Regions from separate parts of the Mus musculus genome. Here regions 1, 2, 3, 4, 5 and 7 are each linked to region 6. The links are chromatin contacts, called in public ChIA-PET, HiChIP or PLAC-seq, Micro-C and promoter capture Hi-C maps. All regions are on one chromosome and are shown on one strand. The core of a region is the stretch at or near the end of the contact, and the rest is flanking DNA. Distances in the headings are between cores, read along the strand shown.

Region 1 (2,700 bases), core at 34-2,533, 390 kb before region 6:
ACCTAAAAGCAGAAAGAAATAAACATAACATAGAGGTTTGTTTTAGAATGCAAGTCTAACACCTCTATTCTAGTTTCAGCCCCTGGCTGTGCTACCTTCCCCCTCTGAACAGCCTCACAGGTAAATGGGAAGAAAAGGACGTCTACACTCTCAGACTACAAGAAGAGAAGACTAGCAGAACAGCTGTCTTCTCTTCATTATTTTATGCACCCATTTACAGCTAAGCTAACTAGTGAAAAAAGGCAGCCAACAGGAACCCACCCGATGCTTTGCTTTAAGTTACACGATGTACCAAATCTCTCTTCTGTTCCCACTTCATTTCCTGGCATATGGAGATATTTAAAATGCTAAAGGACTACAGAATGGTTCTGTCTTTACACTGTGGGTCCTCCACAGTGAAGGCACACAAACAATGGGCAGGATTTACTAAAGCCACAAGATGGCCTTGAATAATGCATTTTATCTGCTCCCAAGACTACGGATTTGCGGGTCACTCTGGTCACCGGTTCATGTTACCATCTCAGATTATATACTACTAACACAACCATGACTAGGTAACATTTTTCATTGTCTTTAAAAAAAATATCTTTTCAGTCACTTTTGAGATCTGTCTTATTAAAAAAAAATACTTATAGAGTTTAACACAAGTGTTAAAGGAATAAAGGAGGGCTTTAAAAACATCCCACAAGAAATTAAAATATCTTCTAAAAAATATATTGAGGTTCAGACAATGTTTTGATAACAGGCAATTTTCTAGACAGGTCCGGCCTCTGCCATACTGCACGATGAAACACACCAGCACCGCATCTGCAGAGTAACAGCCAGACGCGAACGAGCGGATTGGGTTCCTTTAGCCAGGGCCCGATGCGGAGGGGGAAAGGGACCCCCCCCCAAAAGCGGCACATGGGGAACAAGGTCCCGGGTCTCTGCTGCTCCACCCCAGGGCCAGGGCGGGCTGGGCAGACTCTCGGAGCAACAGGGCGCAGGTCTTGCGCGCAGGTCCCAGACCCAGCTCTCCGGAGGCCGCGCCGTCCCGCCCGCCCTCCCCCGCCCTTCCCGCTCACCGCGCTGATGGACAGGCAGCCCAGACCCGCAAGGAGTCCTCCCGCTCCTACCCGGGCGCCGTTACCTCCGCTGCTGCGGCGGGAGCCCGGCCCCCGGCAGCGCCGCGTCCTTCCTCCCGCGATCGCGGGCTGCGCCTCCCATCGCGAGCTCGCCCCGCGGACACAGAGGCGGCGGTTGGCCCGGTGGGTCGCCTCCAGCACCGCACCTGCTGGCTTCGCTACAAGACGAGGCTGGGCACTGGGCTCGCGCGGTCCGCAGGGAGACCACGCGGGAGCGGCCGCGTCGCTTAGCAACCGCGCACGCCCTGCCGCGCCTGCGCAACGCCGCCTTGGAGGGAGCGGGGAGGAGGCGGAGCGAGGGGCGTGCTGTTCCTGGGTGGTGTGCTCGCAGTTCTTTTTGCAAAAGAGGAAACTGGCTTGGAACCTACGCTTCTTCGTATTCACCTAGCCGTGAAACCAAACATGGGAGTATCAGCAGCACAGCCTGCCTGCTCAGCAGACCGCTTGGAGAGCTCTGCGCATCTTTAATATGTGAAAGCGTACCTCACTCTTTCTGAGAAGTACCGTCCATGTTAAGTCTATTTCGACAGTTAAAATGGAAGTGAAAAGAAAGGCTGTTAAGCCACAGAAGTGGCGGTTGTGTTGAGCTTGGTGCCCATCAGATTTCCTAAGGCTGCAAAACTCCTCTGCAAGAGCGGATTTGATTCCCAACACGGTCGTGGCAGTTCACAACCATCCATAACTCTAGTCCCGGGGTGTTTAATGCCCTCTTCTGACATCTGAGAGTAGCAGGCACGTATGTGGTGCACAGGCATAAACTCATACACATAGGATGAGCCCATTGGATCTATGAGAACAAAACAAAACAAAAACCAAAGGTTCTTCCACGCATCGGTGGCGCACGCCACCTGGTGCACACTGGAAATTATTTCATAGAGCATAATTCCACGAATCTTCAAATGTCCAACCGAGGCTCCTTTTGGGGTTCGTAAAAGTCACAGTCCCTGTTCTCAGAAGATCCACACTCTATTTGCAGCTAAGAATCTGTCCATTTGGGACACTTTATTTTCATCTGTTCAGTGTTGACTTAGCCTGTGATATAAGTAAAAATGTTTTCTTCAATGATGATCTTTTAGAAGTTTTCTGTCTCTCTTTCATCCACAACCAGTGCAATCTTACTTTCCTAGGGTTTTTGTTTTTAAATTGGGCTCTTTGACTCTTGTTTGTAGACAGAGTTCCATGGCAACAAAGGCACCTCCCCCGCTCCAAGATTACAAAATTCTACTAACTGATCCTGCTCTCAGGACTTCTAAGAGGTGAACACCCCAGACTACTACCGGAAGGGTTGGTTGGGACTTGCCTGGACATGTTTAATTACCTCATTTCGAATCACTGCAAGTCTTCCCTTCTGTCTTTAAGGCGCATCTTCTAGAGCCAAGCTAAAGCCTTCCTGTTCTACTTGCCTCCAGCGGGTTAGGGGAGTAGATACAGAGGCTGCCTTTGTCTTTAGTAGGTTATTTCCCTAGTAAGGGAGGGAGAACTCCTTGAGGGTGCTGGACCTCCTGAGTATCTGACCTTGGTGACCTAAGTACTTTTCAGTATTTCTTCAAAGAACCCCTGTTTTGTAACAACGACC
Region 2 (2,700 bases), core at 69-2,568, 300 kb after region 6:
AGGAGTAACTTCCATATCCAAACATAGACTTGGCTGTGAAACCAAAATTGGAGTTCAACTACAGTGACATTTGCTGGGCCCTTAAAAAATATAGACCTTTGATATCCTAGCAGCGGAGCTGAGCCCGGGGTTGCTGGATTAGCAGGTGGGGACAGGTTTTTGTGGCTACATTTGTTATCATTGTCCAAAGGAATGGCCCTCTCCAGTTGCTGTTGAGCATGTGTGCTCAGTAGCCAGCACTCTTTTTCTCTCCTATATACATCCTATCCTTATTCAACGGTCTAGAGAAATGCTCAATTGCCCCAAGGAACCTTTCTAGGGAAGAAAGTGACAGGAAAGGAACCTCTGGTCATAGGCTCTATGGTCTAGAAAAATGCTCAGTTGCCCCAAGGAACATTTCTAGGGAAGAAGGTGACAGGAAAGGAACCTCTGGTTATAGACTCTACCGATGAAGGGGGAAAGGCTGGAAATGGGAGTTCCTTTATAGGGAGGTCACATCCCCTTCACAAAAACAACCCAAAGAGAACTAACTGGTACTGATTTTGGATTGATGAAGTGAAGACACCCCAGGGAGGAAGTGGCAAAAGCGAGGATGAAAACACTTTGATTCCACAAGGTGCGTCAGGGAAAGTTGGCGTTCATTTCGCCCGGGATGGAGACTTCTCTCCCACGGGGCCACGATTGGGTCAAAGGAAACCCCCGCTCCCCTCCGCCCTTACCTCATTGGTGTGTGTAGCCCCAGCCATGAGTCTACCAAATTTTCCCTCCAGTCTGCCCATCCCCACCCCTATCAAGGCTGGAACTTTATTAAGGCAGATTAAGGTTCGGTCAGTCGCCCAGAGGAACAAGGAACCTGGAAGGAGAGATGAGGAGCCTGATGAATAGGAACTGTGCCCAGGAAGAAGGTAGGGACTGGGCGTGGAGAAGGAACACGCGATGGCTGCTGCGGCCCGGGCGATCGCCAGCTGGCCGGCTCAAAGGGGTGGTTTCGGGTCTTCTGGAAGGCCCAGAGGCTCACTAGAGATAGTCAAGATTCAGGAGTACATGCGTAGCAGAACGCTCGCCTTGAGAGGCCGTGGGAACTCAGGAGCGCAGCACCCGCCCGCGCTTGAGCACCGCGAGCCCACAACACCCTCCAATTCTGAGTTCCCGTCACTCTGCTGCGTTTTCCCCCTCACCCCGCCCCCAGCTCAAGAAACGCCGGGGAAATGGGCGGGGCCTGGGCGGGGCCCGCCCCTTTTCCTGCTCTGATTGGCTGATGCAGTTGTCCATCCTGACTCTATTCTTGATGGAGGGGGGTTACCACCCGCTCTGCCCCAGATCACGTTTGCCACCCACAGCCAAACACTCTTGTCCAAGTCCGCGGGCAAGAGGCGATTGGGGACGAGCGAGCTCGGCATCTCAGGCCCAGTCCGGTCCACACCAGCCCGAGGCGGAATATCCTGATCGCCCCCCACCAGGCCACCTCCCCTCGTGGAATCGGAGCGGCGGCCTCACAGGAAGGCAGAAGCGAAATGTAGCGAGCCGGGTGTCGCGGTTGGACGCTCGCCTTGCCTGGGGGTGTAGCGGGGAACACGCGGGGGCTCGAGGAGGACGGCTGAGGGGGAGGAGTGATGAGAAGAGGGGGTACCCTACATCCCCCAATTCCGCGGGCCCCTGCTACCACTCTCCAGGCGCCCTTTCTCCCCAGCAAGGCGCAGGTCAGTGTTGTTGGGTCTGGGAGGGAGGGAGACGAGGGCGGGGGACTCCAGGACGCAGTGCTTTTGCAGTCTTGAGTTGCCGGGAGTCGGCGGAAATCAACTAGGCACTCCTCCTCCCCACCCCTGTAGTTGGGGATACCTAAACCGGGCTTTTTTGTCCATCCCCGCTTGGAAAGGAGACGCGGCTTCCTAGAGCCTGAGGCCCATCGGTAGTGGCTTTACTGCTGATGTAGTTGAGAGACTGGCCTGCTCCCCTTGCTAGCCCCCTTCCAGGTCAAAGTGGCCTGCCAGAAAGACGGGAGGGAGGGGGCAGTCAGGTTTTAGCGAAGGAACTCAGAAACTTTGCTGGCTCGGGGGCGGTGGACTCAGACTGAGTGTTTCCTCTTGGCTGACTAGTGAGGATCTTTGAAAACAACGGTGCTGTGTTAAGGTGGCTTGGCTGGTGACCGAGTTAGTGGAAGACTCATAACTTGGGCCCTAGAGTTTGATTCTGCCTTAACCAAACTGGAGTTGACTAATTGTGAGTGTTTGGAATACTAACAGCCTGTTCATCATACCTGCAAAACCCTCTGGATTTTTTTTTTTTTTTTTTTTTACTATTGAGAGCCATGCTGGTGAAATGCAACAAGTTGGTGGCAATTCGTGGGGATTCCTTTAAGCTAAGAAAAGCAGGGCAGGCAAAGACAGACATGATTTGGGAGTAAATGCATATTAGCTTGTGACACTTGGATTTGCCTGACTTTGTTTTTCTTTCCTCTTTCTACACCTTTTACCGATGATATTTTTGTTTTTAAGAGTTACACCATGTCTGGCTGTCAGTAACCCGAGAGGAAAGGGGGAAGGCCAGGCAACCAAAAATGTAGGAATAAACAGTAGCTTCACCCTCTGTCTCTTCAATCTAGTTAACTGCCGGGTCCTATCTGACAGGCTCACAGGATCTAGCATAGAGAGAAGTGTAAATGCAGCCTGGACCAGGGTTTAGCCTGTGGTTTCTGTAACA
Region 3 (2,700 bases), core at 102-2,601, 380 kb after region 6:
GGGCTGCTTGGTCCTAGGGCTTTGTGTCTGTAGAGAGCAAGAGCATCATGGTGAAAAGCATTTCAGCAAAGTGAAACAGATGACATTGTGTTTACAGGCTGCAAGCAAGAAAGACAGAGGGTGGTCAAGTCAAGGTTCCCACATCATGTTAAAGTGCTCACTCCTAATGTCCTAACTTCTACCAGGTCCTGCCTCTTAAATCTTTGGCATATGGGTCCCTAGGGAACATGGAATCCAAACTATAACAGGAAGTAAATCCTAGATATTAATACAAAGATACTGTGCTCTACTTCTGATTTAGGCATTCAGTCTTGAGGCAACTCGAACTACTTTTTTTTTTTTAAGATTTATTTATTTATTATATATGAGTACACTGTAGCTGTCTTCAGACACACCAGAAGAGGGCATCAGATCTCATTACAAATGGTTGTAAGCCACCAGGTGGTTGCTGGGATTTGAACTCCGGGACCTCTGGAAGAGCAGTCAGTGCTCTTAACCACTGAGCCATCTCTCCAGCCTCCCTGCCCCCCCCCCCCGAACTAATTTTATCTTCTATTAAAAACGGAACCTAACACTTAAGCCCAGACTAAAGGCCTTTCAACATAGCACCTTGTTTAGTTCTAGTAATAAGGTAGCCTTGTATCCTACTCTACTCATCATAAAACTGAGGTGCACAGAGGAAACCTAGTTAAGTACTAAGTGGTGGACTTAGAATTTTGAAGCAAGCGTTTTGTCACCAGTCTCCCTCTTAACCATTAATCACCTCTTTCTCTTTGAAATGCTAATATCAGAAATTGAGGTTTTAATGAGTGTTAAGTAGCTCTCAAAGATCAGATTGGGTAGAAGATATTCCTTGTGAACCCAACTCTCTACTTCAGCAGCGTGACTGAGCCCTGGGAGGTTAACGCTGAAGTCAGAGTACAGGATTTCTAAGATTAAGGTCAAATTTTTGAACCTAAGTAATTTCCCTCCAATTCTTAAGTGACGAATCTGCTGCCTATCCCATGAGTCTTGCAATTAGCTGATTTGCAAAATAATCAAGTCAGGAGAAATTAAATCCATTACAGAACCACCTAGTCCACAGAGAACTCTATATAAATCAGGTTATTTGGCAGGGGGTCCAAGATATAACCCAAGCCGAATCTGCAGCTCTGGCGTGGAAGACAGGGGGCGGGCAATCGGCGACCATTTTTGTTTTGCGGCCGTGCGCTCTCAGCGCATCTTGACTAACAGGACCCCATGGAGGAGGCGGGGCCTATCCGGGAGTGGGGCGGGGCTGGGAGGCGTGATGATTCAAATGGACTAATGACTAGGGCGCATCTGACAGGAGTCACCAATGAGCGGGCGTGCTGGGGCGGAGCGCACAAACCCTACGGGGTTTGGTTGCACCGCGGCTTTGGCGCATTTTCGGCTGGTTTGATTCATCCATTTTGAAGAGACGGGGGAGCGGGGGGCTCGTCAGATCCAGGGACCTCAAACCAGCAGCCGCCGACTCTTGAGAAGCCAGCAGCCCGGGGCTCGGCAGCAGCGGCCCCGCCGGCCGGAGCGGGGGGGTGGGGCGCCGAGTGCGCGGGGAGGGGGGTCCTGGTCCTCGGCTCCTCGACTTGGTCGCGCCTCGACAGCGAACATGTCTCGGCCTGTCAGGTCAGTGCGGAGTCCAAGGCCCGGGGCGGGCCGAACGGGCTGGGGTGAGTGGCGAAGGACCTGGGCAACGGGCCTGGAGTCGTGCTCCTGACTACCACGCGCGGCCTTCTGTCGGGGGCCGCGCGCGCCCTTGCGCGTGGGTGCTCGGCGGCGCGCAGGATGGCGGCGGCGCGCACGGGCGCGTCGCCTCCACCCCGCAGGGTCCGGGTCGGCTCCGCGGCCGCCCCCACCTCCGCCATGGCCCTGGCGTGGGCTTGGCGCGCACCAGGCACACCATAGGCCGCACCCCTGGGCCCTGTTGGAGCCTACGGCCGACCCGGGTGCGAACACGGAGGACTCGGTCCTCCAGAGGCTCGCCGGCTTAGCGTTTTGGCGAGCGAGTTGCTTGTGCCCCGCCGCCCGGCCCCGCCTCCATTCTCGGGGTCGCGGCAGGCCCCGCCTCCTAGCCCGGCCTGGGCGGAACCCACGTTTTCCTTTCCCCTTGGGGCAAAAGTGAGTTTTGACACTGAGCCCCGTAAAATAAGGGCCACAGCCTCTCCCCACTTGGGAGTTCTGAACGCATTAACCCCAAGTTTTCTCTTTCCACCGCTTGCAGACAAATGCCCTTCCTCCAGGGACGTGCTTGTTAACCCAAATCCCGTGTGGTTCTCGTTCCCCCTCACCCCGCAGTACGCGTCTCTTGCTACTTCTGTAACCCTCTCTTTCCCCGTGTGACGTTAATCGTAAATGGACTACGATCCACTAGCGATCAGACTTTTATTCACATGGCTTCAAGAAGTTTTCGGTTTCCCCTCACTCGGTGGGCTCCCCTTTAATGCCCTCCAGAGCTGTTGTATAGAATGTGGCTTGGGTGGAGGGTGTGGTTTAGTCCAATCTATTAAGGCCTGAGAGACAGAGGGACAGAGACCGAGACCAAAGTCAATAGATGTTACTTGTAAAGGAGCTTTACCTGGCCCCATTGCCTTTAGTTCTTAACTATTTTTACAGTTATGAATTCATTTCAAGTTTTGGTATCGAAAGTATCCCAATACCAAGGAGAGGTTTGGATCTGGCAAC
Region 4 (2,776 bases), core at 104-2,603, 340 kb before region 6:
CAGGAAACTGCCAAGAGCAGTGGGCATTGCTGGGTCTGTATGGCTCCACCTTCCCAGCCCTCCACAGAGACGAGCCGACATCCTCTTTCATTCGAGGCTCTTGCATGGTCTGCTCCTGTGCACTTTTCACCCACAGCTCCTGATGGTAACTACTGGGTTGGTGGTCCAGATACCTTCTCTGACACACTACCTATGGCATTCCTATTGTAAGATCATGAACATAGAAAATAAATATGCTGATAGCCCATTGCTAGTGAGTAGCCAAGTAGGAGCAAGAATGAAGTCCATATAAGCATGGAGTCAAGTTCTCAACTGAGCATGTGGCCACCCTAGGGCAGCCCCTTCTGCTATCGGGATCAGCACCCCACCACACCAGTAATGGTCACTGAACTTTAACACTGCAGGCCTGGGATGAACAGATGATAAAACAAGACCTGGCCTGTGGAACATTCATCTAAGCTGGCCTATCAGTGGGTCCAGCTCTAGGCATCCCAGTGGGTTTTGCATCATCTATGAAGCTGGCAAAGAGGGACTCCTAACATCTGGAGTGAGGGCAGCTGGCAGGATGTAGGGGCCTGCCAGTATGTCCTCTTACTTGATCTTGAAGAATGCCCAAGAGAAAATAGTTGCTGGGACATCTCCTGTTTGCTTAAAGTGCATAACTCACGTGAGCCTCACAGGCTGTCTTCACCTGACTCATTCATCTGGAGGCTTCCAAACGGATTCCTCTCATTTGTCTTCACTTCTGGGACTCTCCATTTCCAGTCTCCACATGCTGGATACCTCTCTATGGACCAGATGTGCCTGGCTATGGCCCTGCCTTGCTCTCTGGTCATTTCAAGTCAGAATGGGTAGCTGGGTGGCTGCTGTTTTAGCCTTCATTCTACTCATCTCAGGCAGGCTGACTGTCATTCCTGGGACATTCTCATATTCATCTACAAAAAAAGAATTAAGTGATGGAAAACTCTAGAAGTCCCTGGAAGACCTCTGTTTTCCGTTCCAGCCATTTCCTTGTTGAAAAAGCAGCTGTGTTGTGGCTGCTGAAGGCCTGCTTCCACGCCCACTTTGGACCACAGTGAGTCACAGCTGCCTTGGCTTTAGGTTTCTTCTTCCTGTTCCACTTTTTTTATTCATTACATCAACCGATCTATTCTGTTCCCTTTCCACAAGGCTGGAAAATGATGCAAGTAGCCATGGGTACCTTCCAGACCAAGGCAGAAGATGGCATTCCTGACCTCAGCATTGGAAGATCTGGTCTTGGGGGGGGGGGGCGGTCGATGAGCTCCATCTACCTAGGAGCGTCAGCAGCCTGTGTGTGCCCAACACTGTGAACCTTGCTCACATAGAATGTCAGCGCCAAATGTCAGCACCCAGTTCAGTCTGGCTGCTGCCCACACTGAACCTGCCAGGCAAGATCTAACCTACAGATGGAATGAATCACTTTCCAAAGTAGGCCAATCAGTGAGCCCCGTCCAGGAGCTCAAAATCCACCACCTGGGAAACACCGTAGAATCTAGATTATGGACTCTTAAAACTTCCAAGCACATTGGCGTCATCTGGGGATTTTCTAAAAATGTGGTTTCCTGGACTTTCTCCTTAGAGAGTGATCTGGGATTGATCTGGGGTGTAGTCTGGGAACAAGAATTTTTGAAATCTATTAGATGATTTCAACATGTTGCAGAGTTCACAACAATTCCATCCAGCTACAGAGCTACTATTTTGGGGCCAACAGATAAAAGCTGGCCCCACATTTTACCTAAAAGGCAGAGTCCGCTGTGTCCGAGGACAAGGCAGGCTCTGGTTTCTGTTCATCTGACACAATCTCAAGCCCTCACAGTGCAGGACGTGTCTCTCTAATGATGGACACAAGGCAGAAGCCAGGAAGATACACGCTTATGTCTTGGGGCTCCCCAATGTCCAAACAGAATGGGGAACTCTTATAATTTAGTAAATCTAGGTATTATCCTGTCAGGTGTCTCTCCGAGAGTTTACCCATCTTGGGACTTGCAACATGGAATTGATTCTCTCTGACTAATCCCTGGCAGCAGCTAAGCTGTTTTCAGCATGCCTGGCTCATCCATGGTACTGCTGAAAAGCTGGCTTGTCTAACGTCCTAAGCCACAAAAGGCTGTGACCACTGTAAGCTCTTGAAGGTACTGCAGTAAGGAAGTTATAAAGTGGAGGCATGACAACCACGTGACAGGCTGTGTGCCAGTCATAAGAGCACAGATCCCCTCCCCCCCCATTCCCTAATATCTATTAAAACGCCCTCAGTGGGTTGGGAGTGGTGGCAAGCACCCATAACCCCAGCACTTAGGAGGCAGAGGCAGGAGGATCACTGCAAATTCAAGAGCAGCCTGGTCTATATAATGAACTATCAGAACTATTATCTCAAAAAACCAAATAAAGTCAAAATATCTTTAAAAAAAACCCCAGCACAGACAGCTTTATGCTAGGTCAGACTTTGCTGTATTTTATCTTCAAGGCAACACTGGCTAGGTCCACAGTGCAATCAGAGACAAACGGGAATCTTCATTTTGGTTATTCTGCTCTAAGGATGACCCTCTAAGGAGTGAGGCCGGTAGCTTCTAGAAATCTCCAGCCAAGTTCACAGAGTGACAGTGGGCGGAGGCAGAGGAGAGTGTGTCCACCCTCAGTGCTGGCTTTGGCTTGATCTAAATCACACAAACCTCAGTTCTAAAAAAAAAAAAGTCACTCTCCTAAAATGTGTCCAAGTGTTCTCCTTGCCTGTGACTTTGATGGTCTCACTCCTGTC
Region 5 (2,740 bases), core at 19-2,518, 440 kb after region 6:
GACACGCCTTTAATCCCAGCACTGGGGAGGCAGAGGCAGGCGGATTTCTGAGTTCGAGGCCAGCCTGGTCTACGAGTGAGTTCCAGGACAGCCAGGGCTATACAGAGAAACCCTGTCTCGAAAAAACCAAAACAAAAAAACAAAAACAAACAAACAAAACACTGCAATCCAGCACCATAGTGGCCAGTTCCCATCTAAGGCCATCCAGGTCCTCCATGTCAAAAGCATTTCCTGGGATTCTGTAGTGCAGATGGTCCCAGGACCCTATGGATACCCGATCCACCCCAGGGTCTCAAGACAGCATGCTGTAGTATTTGTACATAAACTTGCACATATCTTCTTGTGGACTTCTTCTCACTGAGACATCACACACATTTGATACGATGTAAATGCTCATATATGTAAGCTCTGGCTATATGTATCTTGCTCAGAGAATAAGAACAAAGGGGAAAATGTCTGTTTATATTCATACCGAGATGATGAAAACAACCCTTAGCCCAATATATAATATTCATCAACAACACATTTCCCTCTGATATTTTTATGATTACTTAGTCTCGTGCACCAAAAATATCTGCAGAAATGTCTAGCCTGTGGTATTGAGGTCAACAAGTCGCCTAAGTGAATGTCTCTCCACCTTAGACAATTCCATGGATGAAAGAGACACAATAAAGTCCCCACCCCCACCCCGGGATCAGCCTACGATTGCAACGCTCCCACCTGCACCCGCTTCCTGCCAGTCCAGGCATTTTGGAAACTTTGACTGGGAACATTTTGGTGGCAATTTATCACCTCTCCTTCCTTATACGCAACCACAAGTAAAAGAAGAAAAAAGAAGTGGGAGTTTTGTCTTTGAGTTGCAGAAAGAGGCACTGAGTTAGCTTTCTGAGAGCAAGGAAAAGTAGCTCTCAGAATGTGGCCGATCCTTTGAAGGCGTGGTCCAGTGCGGGTGGGTCGCAGTTGTGCCTGGACAGCAGGATGTCCAGAATGGCACGCGCGGGCAATGGTCGAGGAGCAGAGGGGAGGTACCCCGTGGAGCTGGGTAGTTTTTACCTAAATGTTTTGGTGGCAAGCGGCAGAGGGGGCGGTGCACGGCCCTAGGTAATGACAGGGCAGTCTAGGAGCCACGCGGGGGCTGCCCGTCCGGTCGCGACCAGAAAGGAGACTGCTTTTCCACCTCCCGCTTTCTTCCCTTGGGGACCGGCCCCACCCCTCCATCCCCTCCCAGCACCCCCCCACCTCCGACCCGCCTTGCCCCGCCCCCCTCCTGGCAGCCCCAGCGCGCATGCTCTCTCCCCCCACTGAGTAACCTGGAGATTTAAAAGGCGCCCGCTGGCGCGCGTTGGTGAAGCAGGGGTCCGAGCTCGCACGCGCCAGCCCCAGGTGACAGCCGCACGCCGGGCCAGGTAGGGGAGGGGCTGGTCCCGGCGGGAAAGGTGCGCGCGGGTGGCCGTGCTCGGCGGTGGCTTTCAGCACCCCGCGGGATGGGGCCGCTCCGTGGCGTCCCGGCCCTGCGCGAGCGGAGGCTCGCGGGGAGGGCGCGGCCCCTGGTGACCGGGTGCCTAGGGCGGGCGCCCGCTCGCGTCCGCGCTGAGTGCGCTTCCTCCCGGAGCGCTGTGCTGTGGTGCCCGCTGTCCCGGGCCGCGCGCGGAGGGCGGGATCGGAGCCGCGGAGTCCCGGGCCAGGCCGACGGAAGGCCGGCCGCCCCTGCTGCAGCCTCCCGCCGCAGAGTTTTCTTTGGAAAGTTGCGTTTATTTCTTCCCTTGTCTGGGCTGCGCCCGAAAGGGGCAGATGAGTCACCGCGGCGCGCACGGTCCACACTTAGGGAAGCCCTGGGAGGTCCTTCAACCGGGAGCCTTGGTCGGAGACAGAAGGGGACCCAGCTCTCTTGACCCTAGAATTGGAGCAAGGCTTTGGTGGAGTTGAGGCTGGGATAATGAGTGTAAGTGTACGTGTGCGATCCTGCGCCTTCCTTCTCTGCCTCCGTTACCCACCTGCGGAGAGTAAAAGCAGCTCCGGCTGTGGCTGCTGTGTCCCGAGGCTCAGGTGGGGATGGGGAGTACTCTACAGAGCGAGAAAGCGCTCGGCGGGCGGCAGCACGCCCGGTGGAGAAACTCCAGGAGCTTTGCAGGCTCAGCTCTTCCTTAGTCTCCGCTTCCTGACAGGGAACCCTGTGACTGCTCTGTCCCTTGCCCTCCGACTCAGCCCCCTCCTTCATGACACACACTTGACTCGTCCAAGGCCACGGAGAACTCGGTGCTTCCTCTTTCCCTAGGAGTATGAATTGTAGGTAGGAAGAGTTTGGCCCGGTGGGTATCTGGTGAGAACTTGATGCTCAGCTGTGACAGACCCAATCCTAGCTGGCTAGGTTGAATTTTGAATAGCCCAGCTAGGGCTTTGCAGACGGGCACGGAGTAGATGCAGCTTAGAATGACTGGCTGGGCTTCTGGAAGCTTTTCTCAGGAGGGTGAAACTGTTAAGGTTTCTAGCCTCTGTTTCCTACGCGTGAAGCACAATCCCTTTCCCAGAGTGTGAAGCCTCGGTGTGGGCCCACGTGCCTAAGGCATGGGGAACAGGTTGACATATGGAGCTGGGAAGAGAAGGGCCCAGGAGCTAGATGCTGGACAGAAAGCTGAGGAACCACACAGAACACTGTGTCCCAGGGAGTAAGTGGGACAGGATCTGAACCCTCTGGCCTTTCTGTTGGACCCAGTTCATCCTCTCATTCCTCCCTTATCTC
Region 6 (2,700 bases), core at 106-2,605:
ATGGGCACAACTTTTCTTCCCCTGCCACCCCTCCTCCCAGTTGTTTTGTTTTTGGTAACTAGCTTCTCCTGGCAGCAAAACCGGGGAGGGGGGTGAGGGGGGTGGAGGGGGGACGCTGCAGGAAGGGCCCGCTCCGCACGGGACATCCAGGAAAACAATGTGGTCGGCAGAAGCAGGAAACGAGCTAGAGGCGAGGGTCTAAACCGGGAAAACCCGGAGATGGGAGGCGGCAGGCGGCGGTAGCCTTCCCCAAGCCAGGTATGAGAGTGACTCTAAATGGCACCCCCCCCCCAGTATTTTTTTTGTCCCCCAAGCCTAGGGATCACAAATACCGCACCCAATCCCAGTCGGGTGGGAGGCATCAGTGAGAGTCGCTCCGGGAGGCGCGAGAGGCGGCGGCAAGGAGGCTGAGGGAAGAGCTCCAATGCTGCGGCGGGCCCCTGCCTCCTAGGCCGCCCTGTCCCCGCCGGCGCACAAGCGGCTCCAGGCAGTGTCGCCTACTCCCGGCGGCTGGAGGAAGGGCCGCGCGCAGGAAGAGCGAGCAGAGGCCGCGCGGTGCGGGAGGACAGGAAGCAGGAGGCGGGCGTGAGGTGGGGTCCTGAGGCAGGAGAGAGCCCGGGCCAGCTCGAGCCGCCCAAGCTTGGACGACCAGAGAGGGCGCCGAGAGGACGGCTTTGGGGGCGAGGCAGTGAGGGAAACCGCGGTGGACCGCTGCAACGTGAAGTGTAGGATGTTGGCAACTTTCGGGACCCGCATGAGGTTTGGGTATCAGAGTGGGTGGAGAAGCCCTGGGAGACAGACTGGAGGGCTGGACGGAGAAAGCACCCTGCAAGCCGTGAGGAACACCCCATCTTTCCGGGTCCTGGGCTGGCAGCCAAGGCTAGGAGACCAGGGACGAGACCAGCGGACCGTTACGGCGAGGCCCCTAGGTGGACCCGGCCAACCGTGTGCAAAGGGGCTGCGGGAGGGCGGTGTCGCCGCGTGAGGACCGTCCTCGGCAGTGCAGGGATGGGCGGAGAGATGAACAGTCCCGAGAAGTATTATGGGCTGCACTGGGGGATTTGGAGGGCCGGGGAGGGCGGTATGAGGACCGCGGGCGGCGACACGGCTAAGGCGGCGCCGAAAGCAGCAGCATCCGCAACGCGTCCACCCGCCCAGTCCCGGTTTGTTCAGTCAGAGCAGCAGCAGCCGGGCGTACGGGGAGGGAAGGGGAGAAGGAGCCTTTACCTGGCTCTGCCGCGACCGGTCCCAGGCCCAAGGTTCCGCTTCCCACTTAGCGTTCTCCTCCCCGCCACCCTCTTCTACGCAGTTCGGCCCCCCAGTTCCCTAAGGAGACTCCGCCAACTCCGCAAGACCCCGCCGGGAAGCTGAACCCACCCCTTTGCCAATCACCGCCCGCCTAATAGCGACTGACGGGGACTATAGCCAATAGGAACAACTGATCCATAGACGCCAGGAGTAGAGGCGGGGCTGACGAAACTTAGAGGTGTGGCGAACACTAGCTGCCTAGGCGCAGTCCTAGAGTGAGCTCCTCCCCGGCCTGTGGAAGCCTAAAGTAAAGCTGATGGGCGGGATAAAATGGAAGCGACAGCCAAACACAAACTCTCAAGAGAAGACGGGACCAATCGGACCGGGAAAGGGAGGAGGGAAGTTCAGCCAATAAATAGTAGAGAACGGCCTGGACCTTAGTGTATCCACCAATAAGAAACTCGGGGTGTGTCTTCCAAGTTCACAGGGGGGAGGGTTTAAGCCGAGCAGATGCTGGCCAATGATCTTAGGGGCTGAGCTAATATTAACCAATCAGAGAGCCGATCTGATATCGGCACCGTTACTGGGGCGTGGCCTCTGAGCTCACGTCAGGAGAAGGCCCTTGGCCTTCCAATGTGGGTCTGGGGCAAATTCTAGTCCTCCCAATCCCTGCTCGGCGCAGGCAATTCAAACTGACAGCGGGTTAGAAAAAGCAGAGAAAGCGGAAGAAAGAGCAAAACCCGGCGTGTTCGCTGACTGACTGCAGCGCGAACTGAGCCTATTCCGAGGCTTCTCCCCTCCACCTCGCTACACCGCTGCTCACTTCGGAGCGACCGCTGTGGAAGAGACCTTACGGGTTACGGGCCGCAAGTGCGAGAGCTCGGCCGGGAGAGGACGCCGAGAGCCGTGGTGCAAGGGAGAAAGCCCACGGGCGAGCTCCGAGAAGAGGGAGCGGGACGGGGCCAGAGCCCGCGTGGAAAGGGCTGAGGGGCGTTGAATCCTACGAAGAAGCCGCGTGGAGCTGAGCAAGAATTGGAGCGCTCTGCGGGCGGAGCTCGCGCTGGGAGTGGTCAGAGAGGCGAGGCTTTAAAGGGAAGAAGCCCGCTGGGAACTGGGAAATCGCCCAATTCCGGAGCCGGGGTCGGAGCTGAAGAGTAGAAGATTCTTGAAGACCAGAGAAAGTTAAACCTGTTGCGGAAGTTTCCCTTCAACTCCACTTGTCTCTCCCCACCTTGAACTCCATTTCCCTTCCCTCCCCAAGTCAAAAGGAAGTAAAATTTGCTCTTCCTACTCAATAAATACTAAGTTTCCCTTTCCACCAGGAAAATAGGACTCTCTTCCCAGTTTTAGAGCGTAGAGAACGAGAGGCCTTCCGTCTTGATTGTTAGCCTGAGGAAATCAAAGTTTCCCCTTTCAAAATTCTGCACCTCTTTCAACGTGGGACGCTATGTC
Region 7 (2,700 bases), core at 104-2,603, 320 kb before region 6:
CTTATAAGGGGTAAGCCACAGAACATGGGATCTGCCTTATCATGCCCATGGGGCCAGGGACAGGACTGGGCCCAAAGTGTGCCGTGCAGAGCCCTACCTGCACCACGCAGGTTGTGAAACCCTTGGTGAACGGTGAGTGGCCCACTCCCCTGACTCAGGGCCAGGCAATGAAAGACATGATGCTAGGCTGTCCTCCTGGTTCACACGTCATCCTAATAGGAGATCACAGCCCTTGTCATATTCATCCTGGGGTTCAGCATGTTCCAGAAAAGCAGTGACACTGGGGGGCAAGGACTAGTGTGTTTGCCTGCATATGTCTGCACACCACCTATGTGCCTGGTGCCCCTGGAGTCCAGGTGTTGGAGTCTTTGGGACTGAAGTTACAGATGGTTGCTGGCTGCCACTGGACAGTCAGGAACCTAACCCAGTACTTCTGGAGGAGCCAGTGCTTTTAACCTCTGAGCCACCTCTCCTAACTCAGCCCCAGTGTCTGAGCGAGGGTTTCTATTGCTGTGAACAGACAGGCACCATGACCAAGGCAACTCTTATAAAGGACAGCATTTAATTGGGGCTGGCTGACAGGTCCAGAGATTCAGCCCATTACCATCAAGGCAGCAGCCACAACCAAGTTCCCTCCTTACAGCTGTGCTAAATTTGACTTGCATTCCCAGAAGCCATCCTTCCTTCTCGTGTTCTCTCTGTTTGTCAAAATCTTCTTCTGGGGGTCAGGGAGACAGCTCAGTCAATAAAGGGCTTGTCACACAAGCACGGAGACCTACGTTCAACCTCCAACACCAATATAACAAGCCTGGCATGATGCCACGCACCTATGTTCCTGAACCAGGGAGAAGGAAACAGGAGGGTCCTCTGGGCCTGTTGGCCAGCCAGGCCAGCTGAGTCACTGAGTGTTAGGGTTAATGTCATGAGTGGCCAAGGAAGGTATCTGATGCCCTTCCCAGGCCTCTCGTGCACATGCACACGCATACATGAGCATTCTATGTATACTCCCCTGCACATACCACCCCAACACACAGAAATAAGGTAAATAGCATTCTTGAGGAATGGGCATTGAGGCTGTTCTCTGGCTACCACATGCATACATACATAGATGTATGTGTTCAACACACACACACACACACACACACACACACACACCCCTTCCTCTGTCCTCTGCTTCCTGTCCCCCAGTGATGACCACACGTCCCACACCTTCCTCAGAAGCATCCTTTCCCAGATGTCTTATTTAGGTTCAATCTTAAGACCGCTATCTCCCGTCCCTGGGGTGGCATTTCTGAGCATGACATGGGGCCATGTAAAGCAGACTACTCAGTTTTTCCACAGACGATTTCCTGTCTTACAAGATAAGCATCTGTATACCATTTAGGTTAGACTCACTCGAGATTCACTTTCTCGGAGACACTAGCCCACACCATGCTTCTCTTGCTTGACTGCCAGGCTAAGAGCTCCGACAGAGTCTGGATGCATATAGACTGTGAGTTCGGTTGGATTAACTCAGCCACCCACACCAAAAAGCTGAAGCCCTGAAGAGCTCATGATCAGGCTGGGGTCAGGTCTAGAATCTGTGCCCTTGTTGTCCTTTCATGAAACTAGAGAACAGGAGCGTTTCTGTTCAGCAACTTTCTCCCTCAGGTCCCCCATCCAGTGTGCGGCTAATCTTGTAGAATCTGGGGTGGGGTGGCCTTCTACTGTGAGATTTTAGCCCTCATGGTACTACCCACAGAAAGGAAGGTCCTGCTGCCATGCACCTCGGGGCTTCGGGAATGACCATCTTGGAAGCCCACTGCTCACAGGCTGTGGGGAGCACAAAGAAATGTCTCAGGGACTCCCAAGCTTTTCGGGGGACAGAATTGGAATTCCATCCCTTTTTAGAGGCAGGCTCTCAGGTACTATACTGTTTTGAAGGTATCTGGCTCTGGCACGGCAAGAATGAGTTCTCCCTATGCCGGGCAAAGTGGCCTTGGGAGGCTCCTGTGTGGAAGGTCCTGGGTGCAGGAGAATTGTTAGGTCAGGTAGAACTGCTGGCTCTGAAATGGTAGGGAATTGACAGACGCCACGGCACAGGGTATGCCAAGTGTAGCCAGAGTCAGGTAGAGAGAGTTGGCTCTCCTGTGGCACATGTGGACGGGCTGGCACCTGTCTGGCCACTTCTGGAATTCACTGGGAGAAAGACGAACCATTCCTTCTCTAGGAAACGAGTCAGGACAGAAACATAGGCTAAATTGTAATCATGAGAACCAAGAAAGCAAACGCTGAAGAGACCGGGTGGGAATCTGATGCAGTCTGTTCCCTCGCTTCCCAAGTCTGCCAGGAGAGACTGGGCTGGATCTCTGCCTTTTCCACATTCATGCGAATGTTCACAAGCTAGAGGTGGCAGATCACCTCCACTTTATGGTGGACAGAGGATGGTGGTAGTAACTGCCCCAAGGAAACAGAGAAAACAGCAACAACAACAACAACACCACCTCCAAAAAGACCAAAGAGGTAAGCTGTAGAACAAATGCAGAGAGCCAAACAATAATATATGTAAGTGGACTCCTCCAGAGGAAAGCAGTCAGAGGGTGGAAAAACCTGAAGAAATGCCTATAAATTTCCCAATTTTGAGGGCAACATAAATCCACACAGCCAACAAAGCGAATGAACCCCAAGCAAAAGAAACATCCACCAGCAAAGCACATGATA

What was found. A called contact is a pair of places that touch in the nucleus more often than the background predicts. ChIA-PET counts read pairs in DNA pulled down with a chosen protein or histone mark. HiChIP or PLAC-seq counts read pairs in DNA pulled down with a chosen protein or histone mark. Capture Hi-C pulls out chosen DNA fragments and counts their contacts.
Region 1: a contact with region 6 is called in a promoter capture Hi-C map of adipose tissue. The contact joins the promoter of Dyrk3 here to the promoter of Srgap2 in region 6. A contact is called at or near these places in 8 of 39 promoter capture datasets (the 3T3-L1 cell line, the C10 cell line, embryonic stem cells and 4 more), 10 of 484 Hi-C or Micro-C datasets (B cells, CD4 T cells, CD8 T cells and 3 more), 17 of 115 datasets of contacts at active chromatin or transcription factors (the 230-238 cell line, the SCID.adh cell line, bone marrow-derived macrophages and 9 more) and 3 of 9 other capture datasets (adipose tissue, liver and pancreatic islet).
Region 2: a contact with region 6 is called in a promoter capture Hi-C map of adipose tissue. The contact joins the promoter of Slc41a1 here to the promoter of Srgap2 in region 6. A contact is called at or near these places in 1 of 39 promoter capture datasets (the SN4741 cell line), 10 of 484 Hi-C or Micro-C datasets (Sertoli cells, cortical neurons, embryonic stem cells and 4 more), 3 of 115 datasets of contacts at active chromatin or transcription factors (effector CD8 T cells, embryonic stem cells and memory CD8 T cells) and 4 of 9 other capture datasets (adipose tissue, embryonic stem cells, liver and 1 more).
Region 3: a contact with region 6 is called in a Micro-C map of embryonic stem cells, with 7 times the contacts expected there. The contact joins the promoter of Nucks1 here to the promoter of Srgap2 in region 6. A contact is called at or near these places in 1 of 39 promoter capture datasets (erythroid cells), 8 of 484 Hi-C or Micro-C datasets (CD8 T cells, the G1E-ER4 cell line, embryonic stem cells and 2 more) and 6 of 115 datasets of contacts at active chromatin or transcription factors (the SCID.adh cell line, embryonic forebrain, embryonic stem cells and 3 more).
Region 4: a contact with region 6 is called in an H3K27ac HiChIP or PLAC-seq map of thymic regulatory T cells, with 5 times the contacts expected there. The contact joins the enhancer-like site here to the promoter of Srgap2 in region 6. A contact is called at or near these places in 7 of 39 promoter capture datasets (the 3T3-L1 cell line, HPC-7-derived erythroid cells, cranial neural crest and 3 more), 4 of 484 Hi-C or Micro-C datasets (CD4 T cells, Th1 cells, myeloid progenitors and 1 more), 6 of 115 datasets of contacts at active chromatin or transcription factors (the SCID.adh cell line, bone marrow-derived macrophages, effector CD8 T cells and 3 more) and 4 of 9 other capture datasets (adipose tissue, embryonic stem cells, liver and 1 more).
Region 5: a contact with region 6 is called in an H3K4me3 HiChIP or PLAC-seq map of the SCID.adh cell line, with 10 read pairs. The contact joins the promoter of Slc45a3 here to the promoter of Srgap2 in region 6. A contact is called at or near these places in 2 of 115 datasets of contacts at active chromatin or transcription factors (the SCID.adh cell line and pancreatic cancer cells).
Region 7: an RNA polymerase II ChIA-PET map of memory CD8 T cells shows a contact between it and region 6, with 192 read pairs. The contact joins the enhancer-like site here to the promoter of Srgap2 in region 6. A contact is called at or near these places in 2 of 39 promoter capture datasets (liver and neutrophils), 1 of 15 datasets of contacts at CTCF or cohesin (the NIH/3T3 cell line), 4 of 484 Hi-C or Micro-C datasets (CD4 T cells, Th1 cells, natural killer cells and 1 more), 6 of 115 datasets of contacts at active chromatin or transcription factors (the SCID.adh cell line, effector CD8 T cells, embryonic stem cells and 3 more) and 4 of 9 other capture datasets (adipose tissue, liver, macrophages and 1 more).

Annotation. Positions count from the first base shown.
Region 1 is chr1:131,136,951-131,139,650 of GRCm38.p6, forward strand. Dyrk3 (dual-specificity tyrosine-(Y)-phosphorylation regulated kinase 3) reads right to left here and starts at 1,284. Exons shown (of 3, transcript NM_145508.2): 1 at 1,130-1,284. The coding sequence starts at 1,206.
Region 2 is chr1:131,826,694-131,829,393 of GRCm38.p6, forward strand. Slc41a1 (solute carrier family 41, member 1) reads left to right here and starts at 1,319. Exons shown (of 11, transcript NM_173865.3): 1 at 1,319-1,700.
Region 3 is chr1:131,909,107-131,911,806 of GRCm38.p6, forward strand. It overlaps Nucks1 (nuclear casein kinase and cyclin-dependent kinase substrate 1), which reads left to right and starts at 1,352. Exons shown (of 7, transcript NM_175294.3): 1 at 1,352-1,644. The coding sequence starts at 1,628.
Region 4 is chr1:131,183,413-131,186,188 of GRCm38.p6, forward strand. The region is part of intron 2 of Rassf5 (Ras association (RalGDS/AF-6) domain family member 5); the gene reads right to left. It also overlaps a transcript of Eif2d not described here. Among named protein-coding and RNA genes, the nearest start is that of Eif2d, 32 kb to the left of the region's middle. Within about 2 kb of position 1,354, at least 133 of the 459 cell types and tissues checked have an H3K27ac peak or open chromatin away from gene starts, as enhancers often do. A contact at or near this core is called in Th1 cells, adipose tissue, bone marrow-derived macrophages and 8 more, where this site is marked.
Region 5 is chr1:131,961,647-131,964,386 of GRCm38.p6, forward strand. It overlaps Slc45a3 (solute carrier family 45, member 3), which reads left to right and starts at 1,269. Exons shown (of 5, transcript NM_001177628.2): 1 at 1,269-1,406.
Region 6 is chr1:131,526,006-131,528,705 of GRCm38.p6, forward strand. It overlaps Srgap2 (SLIT-ROBO Rho GTPase activating protein 2), which reads right to left and starts at 1,356. Exons shown (of 23, transcript NM_001081011.2): 1 at 1,228-1,356. Fam72a (family with sequence similarity 72, member A) reads left to right here and starts at 1,898. Exons shown (of 4, transcript NM_175382.4): 1 at 1,898-2,700. The coding sequence starts at 2,696.
Region 7 is chr1:131,203,313-131,206,012 of GRCm38.p6, forward strand. The region is part of intron 2 of Rassf5 (Ras association (RalGDS/AF-6) domain family member 5); the gene reads right to left. Among named protein-coding and RNA genes, the nearest start is that of Gm28913, 40 kb to the right of the region's middle. Within about 2 kb of position 1,354, at least 41 of the 459 cell types and tissues checked have an H3K27ac peak or open chromatin away from gene starts, as enhancers often do. A contact at or near this core is called in the SCID.adh cell line, Th1 cells, effector CD8 T cells and 3 more, where this site is marked.